Linked DNA regions of Mus musculus: regions 1 and 3 are each linked to region 2. A link is a contact called in public promoter capture Hi-C data. All regions are on one chromosome and are shown on one strand. The core of a region is the stretch at or near the end of the contact, and the rest is flanking DNA. Distances in the headings are between cores, read along the strand shown.

The links. Promoter capture Hi-C pulls out the DNA fragments that hold promoters and counts their contacts.
Region 1: a promoter capture Hi-C map of erythroid cells shows a contact between it and region 2, with 3 times the contacts expected there. The contact joins the promoter of Ercc6l here to the promoter of Nono in region 2. A contact is called at or near these places in 3 of 39 promoter capture datasets (erythroid cells, liver and pre-B cells), 1 of 115 datasets of contacts at active chromatin or transcription factors (memory CD8 T cells) and 3 of 9 other capture datasets (adipose tissue, liver and pancreatic islet).
Region 3: a promoter capture Hi-C map of pre-B cells shows a contact between it and region 2, with 4 times the contacts expected there. The contact joins the promoter of Pin4 here to the promoter of Nono in region 2. A contact is called at or near these places in 4 of 39 promoter capture datasets (the C10 cell line, erythroid cells, liver and 1 more).

Annotation. Positions count from the first base shown.
Region 1 is chrX:102,153,454-102,158,348 of GRCm38.p6, forward strand. It overlaps Ercc6l (excision repair cross-complementing rodent repair deficiency complementation group 6 like), which reads right to left and starts at 3,638. Exons shown (of 2, transcript NM_146235.3): 1 at 3,455-3,638. The coding sequence starts at 3,522.
Region 2 is chrX:101,428,398-101,432,998 of GRCm38.p6, forward strand. It overlaps Nono (non-POU-domain-containing, octamer binding protein), which reads left to right and starts at 1,254. Exons shown (of 12, transcript NM_023144.2): 1 at 1,254-1,365; 2 at 2,096-2,155.
Region 3 is chrX:102,116,476-102,120,849 of GRCm38.p6, forward strand. It overlaps Pin4 (protein (peptidyl-prolyl cis/trans isomerase) NIMA-interacting, 4 (parvulin)), which reads left to right and starts at 2,994. Exons shown (of 4, transcript NM_027181.2): 1 at 2,994-3,089. The coding sequence starts at 3,047.

The DNA.
Region 1 (4,895 bases), core at 2,388-4,887, 730 kb after region 2:
ACGATCTTATGTCAAAGAAATAGAATGGAGAATGACAGAGCAGGGATAAACAGTGTCCTTCTTTGGCCTTTATGCATTTGCACAAAGATCCGCTCATATACATGCACATACATTACACTCACAACTACCGCCCCCCCCCAAATAAAACCTCAGGCCAGCAAGATGGCTTAAGAGGGTGAAGGCAGTTACCACCAAGTCTGATAGCTTGAATTCAATTTCCAGAACTCAGATTATGTGTAGACGGAGAGAATCAACTCATTAAGTTGTCCTCTGACTTCCACATTCATGTGTGCAGATGCACAAATGCACACAAATAAATGAAAAAGAAAACCCTAATGCATTAAAAGAGGAAGAAAACTTGCATCGAAGGATTAGTCCCACTGTAATGTTCAAAGGTGTGGCTTTTGAGCCTCAAACTGGATCTAGAGAGCTCTGACCTAACCAAAGGACTGACCAATAATCTCTTGAAGTTATAATCTAATAGTGGTATTGGGAGGCTGTGGGAATTAGAAGATGAGACCCAGGTGGAGGAAGCATGTGACTGCCATTGTGGCCAGGAGGGGTATACATTGTCCCAGATTACCCCTCTCTTCCTGCTTCCTCTGCCTTGCTACTCCCTCATGAAGCTTTGCCTTGCCCAAAGAAAGCCTAAAAGCAATGGAGCCAGCCAAACATGTACCACAACCTCAAAAATCACGAGCCTAAATAAATCTTAAGCTGTTTCCCCCACATATTCCGCTACAGCAACAGAAAGTGACTAACACAGAAGCAAACATGCTCTTCTGAGAGGTGTTCTCATCTAACCCCTTGATGAGGACAGAGAGTCTGACACCTAGCCCATTACTTCTCAAGATTATTACTTGGGCAATTAAATCTCCACCAGAGTTTTGGTGGAATCAAGTCATGGTGAAAACATAGCAATCTGGAGGCAGAGGCTATCAGATCTCTGTGAGTTCGAGGCCATCCTGCTCGACAGAGTGAGTTCCAGGACAGCCAGGGCTACAAAGAGAAACACTGTCTTGAAAAAAAGCCAAAAACAAACAAACAAAAAAACACAACAGGATCTCTCCATGTCTCTGAAAGGTAGTCAGTACCAGAAGGACGGTAGTAACTGGTAGCAGCAAGGCATATGGTACAACTATTGTGTTAAATGGTGTAAAGGGAAAGGATAAGAGAACCTCAAAAGGGCTGGAGAGATGGCTCAGGCATTAAAGGCTAGGCTCACACCCCAAAATATAAGAGTTTGGTTCCCAGTACCCACGGTTGTCTCTCTAGTCATCTATTTTGTCAGACACCGCATCCGTGCACACAGACCACTAATATAGATTAAAAAAAAAAAAAAAAACTGTTAAAAAAAAATGCCGGGGCTGGAGAGATGGCTCAGTGGTTAAGAGCACCAACTGCTCTTCTAAAGGTCCTGAGTTCAAACCCCAGCAATCACATGATGGCTCACAACCATCCGTCATGAGACCTCTTCTGATGTGTCTGAAGACAGCTACAGTGTACTTACATATGATAAATAAATCTTTAAAAAAAAATGCCTTCAGAGCCTGGCGTGGTGGTGCACGCCTTTAATCCCAGCACTCGGGAGGCAGAGGCAGGTGGATTTCTGAGTTCAAGGCCAGCCTGGTCTACAGAGTGAGTTCCAGGACAGCCAGGGCTACACAGGGAAACCCTGTATCGAAAAACCAAACCAAACCAGACCAAAAAAACAGCAAACAAACTGTTTATTTCAGGCCAGAAGTTGCATGAACTTCTTGAGTTTCACTGACTGAGCACTCTTCTCATCCTAAATCCAAACAATGAGCCTAAGAAAACCACCTTAGAATTTCAGTTGTAAAGGAGCATCCTTGGAGAAAAACAAGTAAGCCAGCTCGTCTATTTTTTAATTTAATTACATTTTAAGAGTGATTTAATCTTTAAGCCTTATAGTAAATTACATCCTTTGTGATATTAAACTTGGAAAGCCACTTACTTTTTTTATAGTGGTGGCCACTGTGAAGACCCCCGAGAGTCAACTCTCTTGTGAAGCATACGCCCATGGGCTGTCTTACAAGACTCCAGGTTTATTTAGAGACTCATTAACTTTGCTTCCCTCTGGTATGTCTTGAAATTCTTTTCTCCATTTTTATCTAAGAGGAGGTCCCTCGAGGGAAAACTCTACTTAGAGTACTGGTGGCTCTGTCCACTGACTGATCGTTGATTCACTGGAACATGGTGCTATGTACCTGTAATTCCATCACTATGTGGACTCAGAGAGAAGGATAGAGTTCAAGAGCAGCCTGCCTCAAAAAAAAAAAAAACAAAAAAAAACAAAACCTATGCCTGGCAGTGATGGCGCTAGCCTTTAATCCAAGCACTGAGCAAAAGTTAGTGGTATGTGGGTCTCTGTGAGTTCAAGGCCAGCCTGATCCACACAGAGAAACCTTGTCTCCAAGGAAAAAAAACCCTACAAGTTAACAACATAAATCTACATACTGTAGAGAGGACTCTGTAGTTAAGAGGACTAGGTGCTTGCTCTTTCAGAGGACTCTGGTTCAGTTCCCAGCACCCACATGGTGGCTCACAACCCTCTGTATCTTCAGTCTCAGGAGGGGATGGCACACACCCCATTATAGTTGTGATCTTTTTTCCTCTACTTAGGGGTGGTTTTGAGCAACCTTTTCATGTGCCTGTTTGCCATTATGTGTTTTTTAAGAGAAATGTCTACAAATCCTTTGCTAATATTTTATGTAGTCTTTTAAAAATTATATAGGCATAGACGGGTGTTTTGCATATGCGCGCGCGGGGCGGGGGTGGGGGGGCGCATGTACATCACATAGGTACCAGAACATAGGATCCTGTAGGACTGGAGTTACATAATGGTTGTGAGCTACTATGTGGGTGCTGGGAATTGAACCTGGGTCTTCTGGAAGAGCAGTCAGTGCTCTTAACCTCTGAGTCATCTCTCCAGCCCTGCACTACAATTTTTAATAGTTAAATATTCCAACCTAGGCATCTGGTGAAAGCGTATTCATTCACTGGGCTTAATGGTTCCTTTGGGGGCATATGTCTTCCCTTCGTAACTGGACCCCCTTTCTTTTAATGGCAGCACTCTGGTCGGGAAATAAAACATTTTACAGCATCCATCAAACACCATAAAGTATTTCTGTTTCAGATCCCATTTTCACTACCCAATTGCTAACAACTTAGGGACTATTTTTCCTCTTTTCTCCCAGGTCTGGCGGTTGGCGAGTTAGAAAGACTCAAAGATTTCATCAGTTAATTAAAATTCAGGCTCTTAAAGAGTTCATACTCAAGAGTTATTTGACTTACGAGTGACTTGGCAGGGCGAGCTCCCCGAAATAGAAATCTGGTCAAAGCCACAGCAGATCCTAGGGGGAGGTGGGAGCCACTCCACCTCAACCCCAGGCCAGGGACTGCAAGTTCGACCCGTCCGGAGACCCAAACATACCTCAGGTAACTCTCGGCCAGTTGTGGGCTCAAAGTCTCCACTTCCGCTAAGCCTTGGGAAGCCTCCATGGCCAGGGAATCCGGAGAGCCCAGGAAAGGAGACTCCCAGTTAAAACCGCGCTTGAATTTCGCTCGCTCCCGCCTTACCCAGGCTGGGCTCACGCACTAGACTGGTAGAGCCAACTGCCCGCCTCGCGGCGGGCCAATCCGGGATCTGGCGCTCGAGCGCGGTTTCCTGAGCCCCGCCCAGGAAGGTCTTGCGCCTGCGCCCTCGAGCACTGGCGCTAGCTAGCTACGTTAGCTAGAGTGGCCTTACGTTTTGGGTTTTTTTTTTTTTTTTTTTGGAGGGGGGGGGGGCTGCTGATTCACGTGACCGGTGGTGGTTTCAGTTCCGTCCTAACTGCGTGGCGGTGAGTGTGAATGTTGAGTAATGAGAGCGAAGGGAAGGAGTTAAGAGCGTGAGTAAAATGCGCGCTTGTTTCTCTTGTCCTTGTGAGTGGAGGCTGTCTTATTGTACTGGCCCATAGAGGTCTCCATTGCCCCCTTTTCCTCCCCGCCAGTGCCTGGCACTGAACATACTTGGAATTCACACACCTAGAAGTGCAATCCTGCAACTTAAAGCTGACACTGAAGAAGGATTTTCAAAGACAAAGCCTAAGCCGCTCGTGGTGGTGCACACCTCTGATAACAGTGCTTAGGAGGCAGAGGCAGGAGGATCTCAAGATCTAGTCCAGACTGAGCTTGCATATAAACAAGACCCTGTCTCAGAAGTACACACACAAACACACACGCCCTTATTTACGCAATACCAAATAGAGTAGAGGTTATTTATGTATTTGAGAGGTTGGGAAGGGGACATGATAAGAGTTGAATGGGAATGAATGGCTTACAGATTACTCATATATGAAATGATGAAAAAATTAAATGTAAAAAAATAATAATAGCTAGATTTGGTGGCACAAGCCTGTTGGGTTTCAGATCCGGGACAAGTAGCTGAGGTGCATATATAACATACCAAAGTGGACCTGGCCTTCAGGTTCTCCCACCATCCTTCATCCTTGTTACAGGGCATGACTGGCAAACCCCACCCTCTACACTGAACTTTCCAACCCAGAGGCTGGGCCACCCAGCAGCTCTTCATTATGTAATACAGACCTTTTTGGTTTTCCCTCTCTTTTCTCTCTGCATGCCTGCTTTCTCTCTCCCCCTTCTCTGCCTATCTTTCCATGGTGACTTCACTGACACCCCCCTCCTGTATGGTGAATGAACCTGCCTGGAGGCTGCCCCCAATAAACCTGCCTTTATACTTTAATTTGGCCTGAATTGGCTTATTTTGTTCGTGGAGATACCAAAGCCTAGGGTTCCAGCACCTTTGAGGTTGACGCAGAAGGATTACAGATTCAAAATCCATTCAGGCCAACCCAAGCCACTTAGTGAGACCC
Region 2 (4,601 bases), core at 4-2,503:
ACTGAAGGGCATTATCTGATCTTGATCCCCCCCATTTTCTTTTTTCATAATAATGTGCTATCTTATCTCAAAGAATTTGGGAACCATTGGGATAAATATACCCACTATAGTAAGTTGTAGCCATATGTTGATGCACACGCACACGCAAACGGGGTGGATTGGGTAGAATATAGCTAGTCTCTACTACTGTATTGAATGGTGCCACAGAACCTTCCCAACATTGTAAGAGGCTTATTAGACAGCACAGTTCCATATCATTGTATCCCCATACAAGGTATAGGTAATGCCTATTGAGATAATCTGCCATCAGGAGTATGAATTAATTACTGAGGATTAACTACTGGTGCCTATCTATTGAACCTTGTAATCCTTGGTTAACCGCCTGGGAGAGCTAGGCATTATGGAATAACGAAGGTTATTATTACCTGATAGGCCTCCTATGGGATAAAGAGTAGGTCTGATGTGAAGACCTCCAACATACTGGTTCAGGCACCGCCGACCAACCTGTTGAGTCTCTCTGCGATGGGAACCTTAGTCTGTTTGGCCTATCGGGTTCTCTGGTTACTATGGAAATGGTGCTAGTCACAGTTCTGGGTAATCACTGAGCTTAAAGTGTCAAAATCGTTTGCCCTCCTGCCTGTTTCTACAATCATGTCCATTTCAGTTACACTTCCCAAACATACCCAGCACTGAGAAAGGAAACTAAAACTGTATAGGGTGTCAGGGTAGACGCTTTGAGGAAGTGTGGAAAAAAAGAAACATGGCGGGGCACATTTTTTTTTTTCAGTAGCAAACGGCTAGCTCTACCACATAGAATACAATGACATTGTTAGTCTTAATTTTGCACAGGCGCAGTGCATAAATTCTCAGCACACGCCTACGTGCACATTTTCCCCCCTTTTCGCTCCGATCTTCCTCTCGCACAAGTTCTCTTCTCTCCTCCTCCCACCGCTAGGTTTTCAGTCCTTCCGTAGGGCCGGGTGAGCCTCTCCTTCCGACCCCCTACCTTCCACTGCTGGCTCCCCCTCCCCCTTCCTTTTCCGTCTTGTGCTCGGCGCCTCTAGTGCATGCGCATAAGCTACGAAGCCTCGCTCTTTGTCCCCATCTGTCGTTCACACGAACCCAAGGCTTTGACAGTCGGTAGCCAATAAACGTTAAGAAATGGCGGACTAATGAGACTTTCTCGGGAGATAAACTTTGACTGGCAGTTCACATAGCCAATCGGGAATCCAAAATTGACCCCCCCCCCCCTCGGGAGGTACCGAGCTCCGTCGGCTCGTTTCCGGCGGTCGCGCGCTCTTTTCTCGGGACGGTGGAGGCCGTGCAGCGTCGCCCATACTCCGAGCAAAGAACTGTGGCCAGAGGGTGAGTTTGGGGATGGCTCTTTGGTTGCTTAGGGATGCGGTGGGGCTTCCTGCGACACTCTGGAAAGGGAGGGGTTGGGGCGAGGCCGAGTTTGCACACGGGCTATGGGTTCCGAAGGCCCGGGAGGCCTTTCCCCCTCCGCACAAGGCCTTCGCAGCCCACCCATGGGGGCCAGAGCGCTCCCTGCTCCCCGCCGCGGGCATTAGCCAATGCTTTTCTTGCTTCCTTGCCCAGACTCTTTGTGCTGCTCACCCCCAATTTTAGTGGCCCTAAGTTGTTGGCTTCTTGAACGCCCTGGGCCACAGGGTGTGGGGTCTATTATACTAAGGCCCTGAAGTCGAGGTTAGAGGAGGAGGCGCTTTGCTTTGTCGGATGCTCCTCCCTAGCCTTTCAAGGCCATTAATTCCTAGAGGGCCTGTGGGGCCCCTGGAGCTATGGATTTTTTGTTGTTGTTGTTTTGTTATTTGAAACGAAAGTGGGAAGTTTGCTAGTTCAGACCCCTTGGCTTTTGGTGCTAAGTTCATGAAACACCCTCCACCCCACCCTTGCACGCGCGCGCGCGCGCGCCTTTTTTCCGAACCCCTTGCTCCTTAAGCTTTTCCTAGGCATTTGTAGGCATCGCTTTTCTAAATTAAAAAAAAATGTTGCTTTCTGTGGCATTACTTTCGAGTATTTTTCACTTTGCGGACGTCTTACTGTAAGCTGACACCTTTCTTTGTGTTTTTAACAGCAGTCGAGGTTAGTGAGGACTGCGAGGCAGACACTTTGCTGTGTTCAAATCCAAGTCAAGGTAGGTGCAGGAGGTAGGGTCATCAGGTAAAGTGCAGGATGCTTAACTAATACAGATTTTACAGATGAGAAATTAATTTGGGGGGCACTTTTCATGTTATTTAAGCTAAACCGTTTTTAGAATCTGAAACTAAAATGTGACTGAGTGGTGTGGGTTTTTTTTTTTGTTGTTGTTTTGTTTTTATAACCCCTAATTATGGCTGTTCTAATAGGGGTTAGTGCTTAAATTTATGTTTGTCCACTTCATTGTTTTTTAAATAAAAAGTCCTAAGAAACTCAGCCGCCTTTACCGTGATTGTATTCTACAGCTTTAACAGTCGCCCACCAGGCAACCATATCAGCCTAGCAAGTTCACACTGGATTTCTCTAGCAGTTTTTCATTTAGTAATTTGACTCTTCTAAAATTGAGAGGACCTTGATTTAGATTTCAGATACCTGTGATTAATATGGTCCTGAACATGTCTGCAGGTATATCACACACAGTAGCTATAGTCTCTTTCATTGTGGTTAATCTTAGGACGTGATAGGAGACAGAAATCCTAACTGCTGATCTCTGTAGTTAGGGTTTGGTAAGTTTATTTCTGCAAAATTATATTATTGCATTTAACATAGGAACATTTCTTTCATGCTTGGTACTTGCTGTGTATACAGTGGTAATTTAGATTCTTTGGGCAGTGCTAACCTTCCTTGGTAAATGGAAACTTATGGAGAAGACTACATGGAAGGGAAAGATTTTGAAATCTGTCACCATGGGGATTTTTATTCAAAAACAAATAAAATAAATTTGGTTGTTACACGTTATCCATGCACTCAGGAGGCAGAGGCAGGTGGATTTCTGAGTTCCAGGACAACCAAGGCTACACAGAGAAAGAGAGAAACCCTGTGTGTGGGGGGGGGGGGGAAGAAAGAAAGAAAACAAGTTCTCCATGGTCAGACATGGTGGCAGAGGCAGATGGACCTCTGAGAGTTAAAGGCCAACCTGGAGTACAGAGTTCCAGGACAGCTAAGGCTATGCTGCGAGATTGGGTCGAAAGGAAGGAAAAAAGAAAGAAAGAGAAAGATTCAATTGTTGGGTGTTTATACTTTTTCTATATTGACAAGTTAGGGAGAATCTGATGATGACATTCTGTTTAACAGTCCTGTTTCTTTTTCTTTCTTTTCTTTTTTCTTTTTTTTTTTTCCTCCCGAGACAGGGTTTCTCTGTGTAGCCCTGTCTGTCCTGGAACTCGCTCTATAGACTGGCCTTGAACTCAGAAATCCTGCCTCTGCCTCCCAAGTGCTGGGATCAAAGGTGTGCGCCACCACTGTCCAGCTTTTACATTCCTATTTCTTTTTTTTTAAAGATTTATTTATTTTTTTATGTATATGAATACACTGTAGCTGTACAGATGGTTGTGAGCCATCATGTGGTTGCTGGGAATTGAACTCAGGCCCTCTGCTCACTCTGGCCCACAGATTTATTTATTATTATATGTAAGTACACTTTAGCTGTCTTCAGGCACACCAGAAGAGGGCGTCAGGTTTTGTTACAGATGGTTATGAGCCACCATGTGGTTGCTGGGATTTGAACTCAGGACCTTTGGAAGAGCAATCAGTGATCTTAGCCGCTGAGCTGATCACTCTCCAGCCCTACTACATTCCTATTTCTTGAGACTAGGAATGGTAGTTTCCTTTTTGGAGCAAACGCTTCATCGTTCCTGAGTGACAGTTAAATGATGCTTTGTAGTAGTAGTTCACGTAGGCCTTAGATTTAACCACCTCTGTAAGCTCAATAACTGTTTATTCACCCTCATCATCTCCATCATAACAGGGTGCACAAATTAGGTGTCTTAGCCAATAAGTTTGCTGGAATTTAACTTGAAGGCTCATTTGATGTATGATGGTTTTGACTTTTAGAGGTCAAGAGATCTGGGTTCCATTCCATATAGTGGTGTGGCCTTGGGTGGGTAAAGCAGGTTTGGGGCTTCTGTTTTCTCATTTAAAAGAACAGCTGGGGACACTGAATGAAATAATGCAGGTGTAGCAAGTTGTCTGAATTTTGTTGGAGTCAGGGTCTCCCCCACTATGATGGCCTGGCACTCACCATGTAGACCGGGTTGACTTACATCTTTCAGAGATCCACCTACCTTTGCCTCCTTGTGCTGGAATAAAATAAGTAAACTAGGATGCCCAGGGTTTTGTTTTAGGGGGCAGGGCCTTAAGATGTATCCCAAGCTGGCCTGAAACCTGGGTCATCCACTGAAGCCCAAGCCACTAAGCTCAGCTTTTATAAAGATTTCTATTAATGTGGAGATACATGTGGATTCCTTTGAGTGATAGAAGCCACTGAGGCTGGGTCCATTCATTTGTAATTAAAGACTGGAGGAAAAATGTTTCTTGGTTCTTAATCTGAGAAAAGGTAAGATTCTGTGGGATAAATGGCTGTGAAGATGATAAACCTGCCACTC
Region 3 (4,374 bases), core at 1,744-4,243, 690 kb after region 2:
GCCTCCTGAGTACTGGGGATTAAAGGCATATAACACCACCACCTACCTATAGTTTTTTTTTTTTTTAAGCTAGGATCTCATGTAGCCCAGGCTAGCCTCAAACTCACAATGTAGCTGAGGATGGTCTTGAACTTCTGATTCTCCCACCTCTACCTCCCAAGACTATATGCCAACACATGCATGTTGCTGGGCATCCAATCCAGGGCTTCACATGGTGCTGGGCATCCAATCCAGGGCTTAATACTTGCTATGCAAGCACTCAACCAACTGAGCCTGAGTACACGATTTTATATATGTCCGGTTGGACCTGCAGTGGACAACTGTTTATTCTTTTCCTGGAGCTATTGCTCTTCAGGCACTGCTTTGGACAAATTCAGTCATACACACAGGCTTGATTATTGTCTTTGTAGCCATGATTATCTACTGCAATACAGTTTCACAAGGTTCCAAGTCAGCTGTATCATCCATTCAAGTTTTGTCCTGTTCTGCATGTGTGTGGGTGCATGTACACATATATGCACATAAGTGTGTGAGCATGTGGAGGTCAGAGGTCAACCTTGAGAGTCATTCCTCAAGAGTTCTCCATCTTTTTGAAATCAAGTCTGTCACTGGGACCTGGGAATTGCTGTTTCAGATAGATGAGTGATCTTCCTGTGACCGACTCCCTAGCACTGAGATGATGAGCATATACTGCCACACTCAGGTCCTCACGCTTGCATGGTGGGCACTTCACTGACTAAACCGTAGCTCTGGAGCCTGTTTTTAACACCCCCACCCCTGTTTGACAGATCCTAGCTGTGTAGCCCAGGCTGACCTCGATCTTTTGGCCTCAACCTCCTTAGTGCTAGAGTGGTGTGTACCACCATGGCCAGCTTTCATAATGACTTTTCACTGAGGCTTGAATGCTGGCTTGCCACGTTCCCACTCCAACACTGGTGCAGCCACTGCTTACAGGGAAGGCCAGTCCCAACTAAAATCAAAGCAAAAGCAAACACAAAGACATAATCTGATCCACTTGGCCCTAAGCAAGAATCAACCATATTACTGTTGACTACCCCACCCCATCTCTCAACCAGACCTGGGAAGTCAGTAGATGGGGGTTGGGGTTCCATTTCTGATGTGGAAAAGCAATGATCCCTTCCATATCGGGAACCTTCTCCACAGCTGATACTATCAATCTGAAATAAGGAGGGACCAAAATTCATCCAGAAGTCATAGCATCATAAAACAAAGGGGCCCACGAGTCACCTCCACATCCAGCAGAGACTATTCAAAAGCTAAATTTAGCTTAGGTTGGTGGGACAGGCCTATAATCTAGCATTCAGTAGGCAGAAGTGAGAGGATTGGAAATTTAAGACCAGTTTGGGCTGCATAGTGGGATCCTATCTAAAACAAACAAACAACAACAACAACAAAATTTTAGCCTGGGGTGTGGCTCAACCATAAAGCTCTTGCCTGGCCTTGGTGAGGCCATGAATTTGATCACCAGTATTGCAAAAACAGACAAAAACTAAGCTGAGTCAGATAGCCAAGATAGGACAGTGATCTCATGGAATAGAGGGAAAGATGTCATATACGAAAATTATTGGTAGAGGAGGGGAGGATTGTGGGGGAAAGAGAAAAATGTATCCAAGTGGCACATGATTCCCACCACTTGAGAGGCAGAAGCAGGAGGACATAGTAAGTTCCAGAACAGTCTAGGCTACTAAGCAAGACCTGGTCTCAAAAAGAGAGACTGAGTGAGAAAGAGAGATCAAGAGCACATTGGGATGCAAATTCAAAAGCTATTCATCTTAAGTAAACGCCCCCAGTTAGTCATCGACTATGAAATTATTTCTCATGATACTCCATAAGCAGATACTTTAACAACACCATCTCGCAGAAGATGGAAACTGAGCCCAAGAGCGTCTTCAAGGTCACAGGACTAGTAGAAGGGGTTTTAAAGCAGGTCATGTGCCTCCAGAATCCAAGCTTTAAATTGCCTTATGCTGTGCTGTCATACAAACTTTGAGCTGGAAGGTGGTGGCACATATCTTAAGCCCCAGCAGTTAGAAGATAGAGGCAGGCAAATCTCTGTGAGTTCCAGGACAGCCAGGGCTACATACAGAGAAACCCTGTATCAAAAGAAAAAAGAAAGGAAGCAAAGAAGGAAGGAAAGAGAAAGGAAGGAAGGAAAAAAGAAAAGAACTCTGGAAAAATACAGAGACATGAATACTATATAGATTGACACGAGTGGTCACATGCTATCCTGCTGAACAGCATTAATGCCTTGTTTGTCTTTTAGGTGCATAGATTATGTTCTCCAGGATATATAACTTTAAAAAATCACATTCTACATCTTGGTCTATAATCTTCCTTAAGGCTATTTCTGTACACACAGCTTATAATCGTTATTTTAAAATTAATTTAGGCTGCTTCCAATGTTTCTCCATGACAGACTTCTGCCTGTCACAGGCAATGGGATGATAGGCTTTAAAAAAAAAATTCCATCTTTTGTACCCCATCAACTACTGCTGCAAAAATATAAACAAACAAGTAAGTAAGAAAAGCCATTAGGGAGTGCAGGTCTGTGTCAGTCGGAGAGAGGACGGAAGAAGGCCATTATCTAAACTCCCTCTGCTGTCCCTTTGTCTAGAATCCCCAAAGCAAAAGCCCACGCCAAAGAACTGCAGTGGCCTGAGGCTCGCACTGCGCATGCACAAAAAAGTGGGCGGGGCGAGAGAGAGCAAAGAACAAGTGCAAATGAGGGCAAGTAAAAGCTTTGAAGAACAGAATAGAGGCTGCGCTTTCTCGTCTCTGGGCAACCTTTGTTCCCGCCTCCCCGTAAGGCTTCGGCTTCTCATTGGTCTAACATCTCTAGCTCCTATAGGTCAAAGAACCAAAGGACTGGGTCTGTTCCAAGCTATGCCTGATTCTGGAACCGCAGCAGAAATAGTTGATTGTGACGCTGCTTTCAGGCATTGCGGAGGACATACCTGTGGGGCCTGAGGGGTCCTTTTGCTAGCACCGGAACAGTTGCCGGAGAGTTCATCCGCCAGCTTAAGAGATGCCGCCGAAGGGGAAAAGTGGTTCTGGAAAAGGAGGGAAAGGTAGACCTGCCGAGACAGTCATGGAGCGAGCGTAGGGGTGGATGGGGAGAAGGACAGGAGTAGACCTGCAGCTGTGTGGGGTGGGGGAGGGAGGTGATCATAAGCCGGACAGCAGGGCCACCGGGAGCACCCTGAGCCGCTGTGGTTTATGTTTGGGCTTCTTGTGGTAAGGAAAGATCAGTGCGTGAGGAGCTGCTGTGGTTCAGGGTATCCATGAGGTTTCAGTGCAGGGACCCTCGTGGCGGGCAATAGAAGCTGCTGGGGATGGTTCCTCGTGACCTGGGGTTTATTCCCACTAAAATTGAATCTGATGAAACGCCAGCAATAAAAGGAAGCCTACACTAGTGATCAATCTAGTCCATCTAGGCCTCTTAACAACTAACAGGACGTACCTCCCCCCCCCTCCCCTCCCCTACACACACACATGAGGAGGGACTCGCTTCTTGAAGACCGTTGTTGGGGACAACATTGTGCTTTCAGGCTAGAAAACTAAGACAACTCTTATTCATCGCTGGACAATGTGGGGAAGATAGTAGCCTCTAAGTACTGTGCCGAATGTAGTTGTGAGAGTTATGTTATAGAAGGTGGAAAGAGGGTAAAGAAACAAACTGGAGATACTTTGGGCAGGCTGAGATAAGCAGCAGCAATAGGGTAAAGAGTCCTCAACCCGGAGAGGCCAGCCCCAAAGGCAGTTTAGTATAGCATCGCTGAAGTAAAACTTCAAAACAAATAAGCAAGTTGGGGAAATTAAAACAGAAGAAAACTAAATCATGAGGTGTGCTGTATATGGTGTTAATTAAGGTTGGTTAGGGGCCAGGAGGTCCTTTAAAGAGATGATTTCAAGCCGGGCAGCGGTAGCGCACACCTTTAATCCTAGCACTTGGGGAGGCAGAGGCAGGTGGATTTCTGAGTTCGAGGCCAGCCTGGTCTACAGAGTGAGTTCCAGGACAGCCAGGGCTACACAGAGAAACCCTGTCTTAAAAACAAACAAACAAACAGAGAGGGGAGAGTAGTGAGGGAGAGAGAGAGAGAGAGAGAGAGAGATGATTTCAGTAGTTCTGGTAAGAGAGAGAGTTGGCCTGAACTAAGATTGTGGTTGTAGGAACCCAGAGAAGAGACAAATAAATGGAGTGTAGTAGAGTGATACCCCAGAGGTCCAAGGAACCAAGATGTTGTAAAGAAAGGTCTGAGAAATGGGTGAGGCACTGCAGAGACATGCCACAGCAGTGGGAGGCTGAGGAGGACCTGAGTGTGAGGTCACCAGGGGTACACTGTCCTTTAGCTG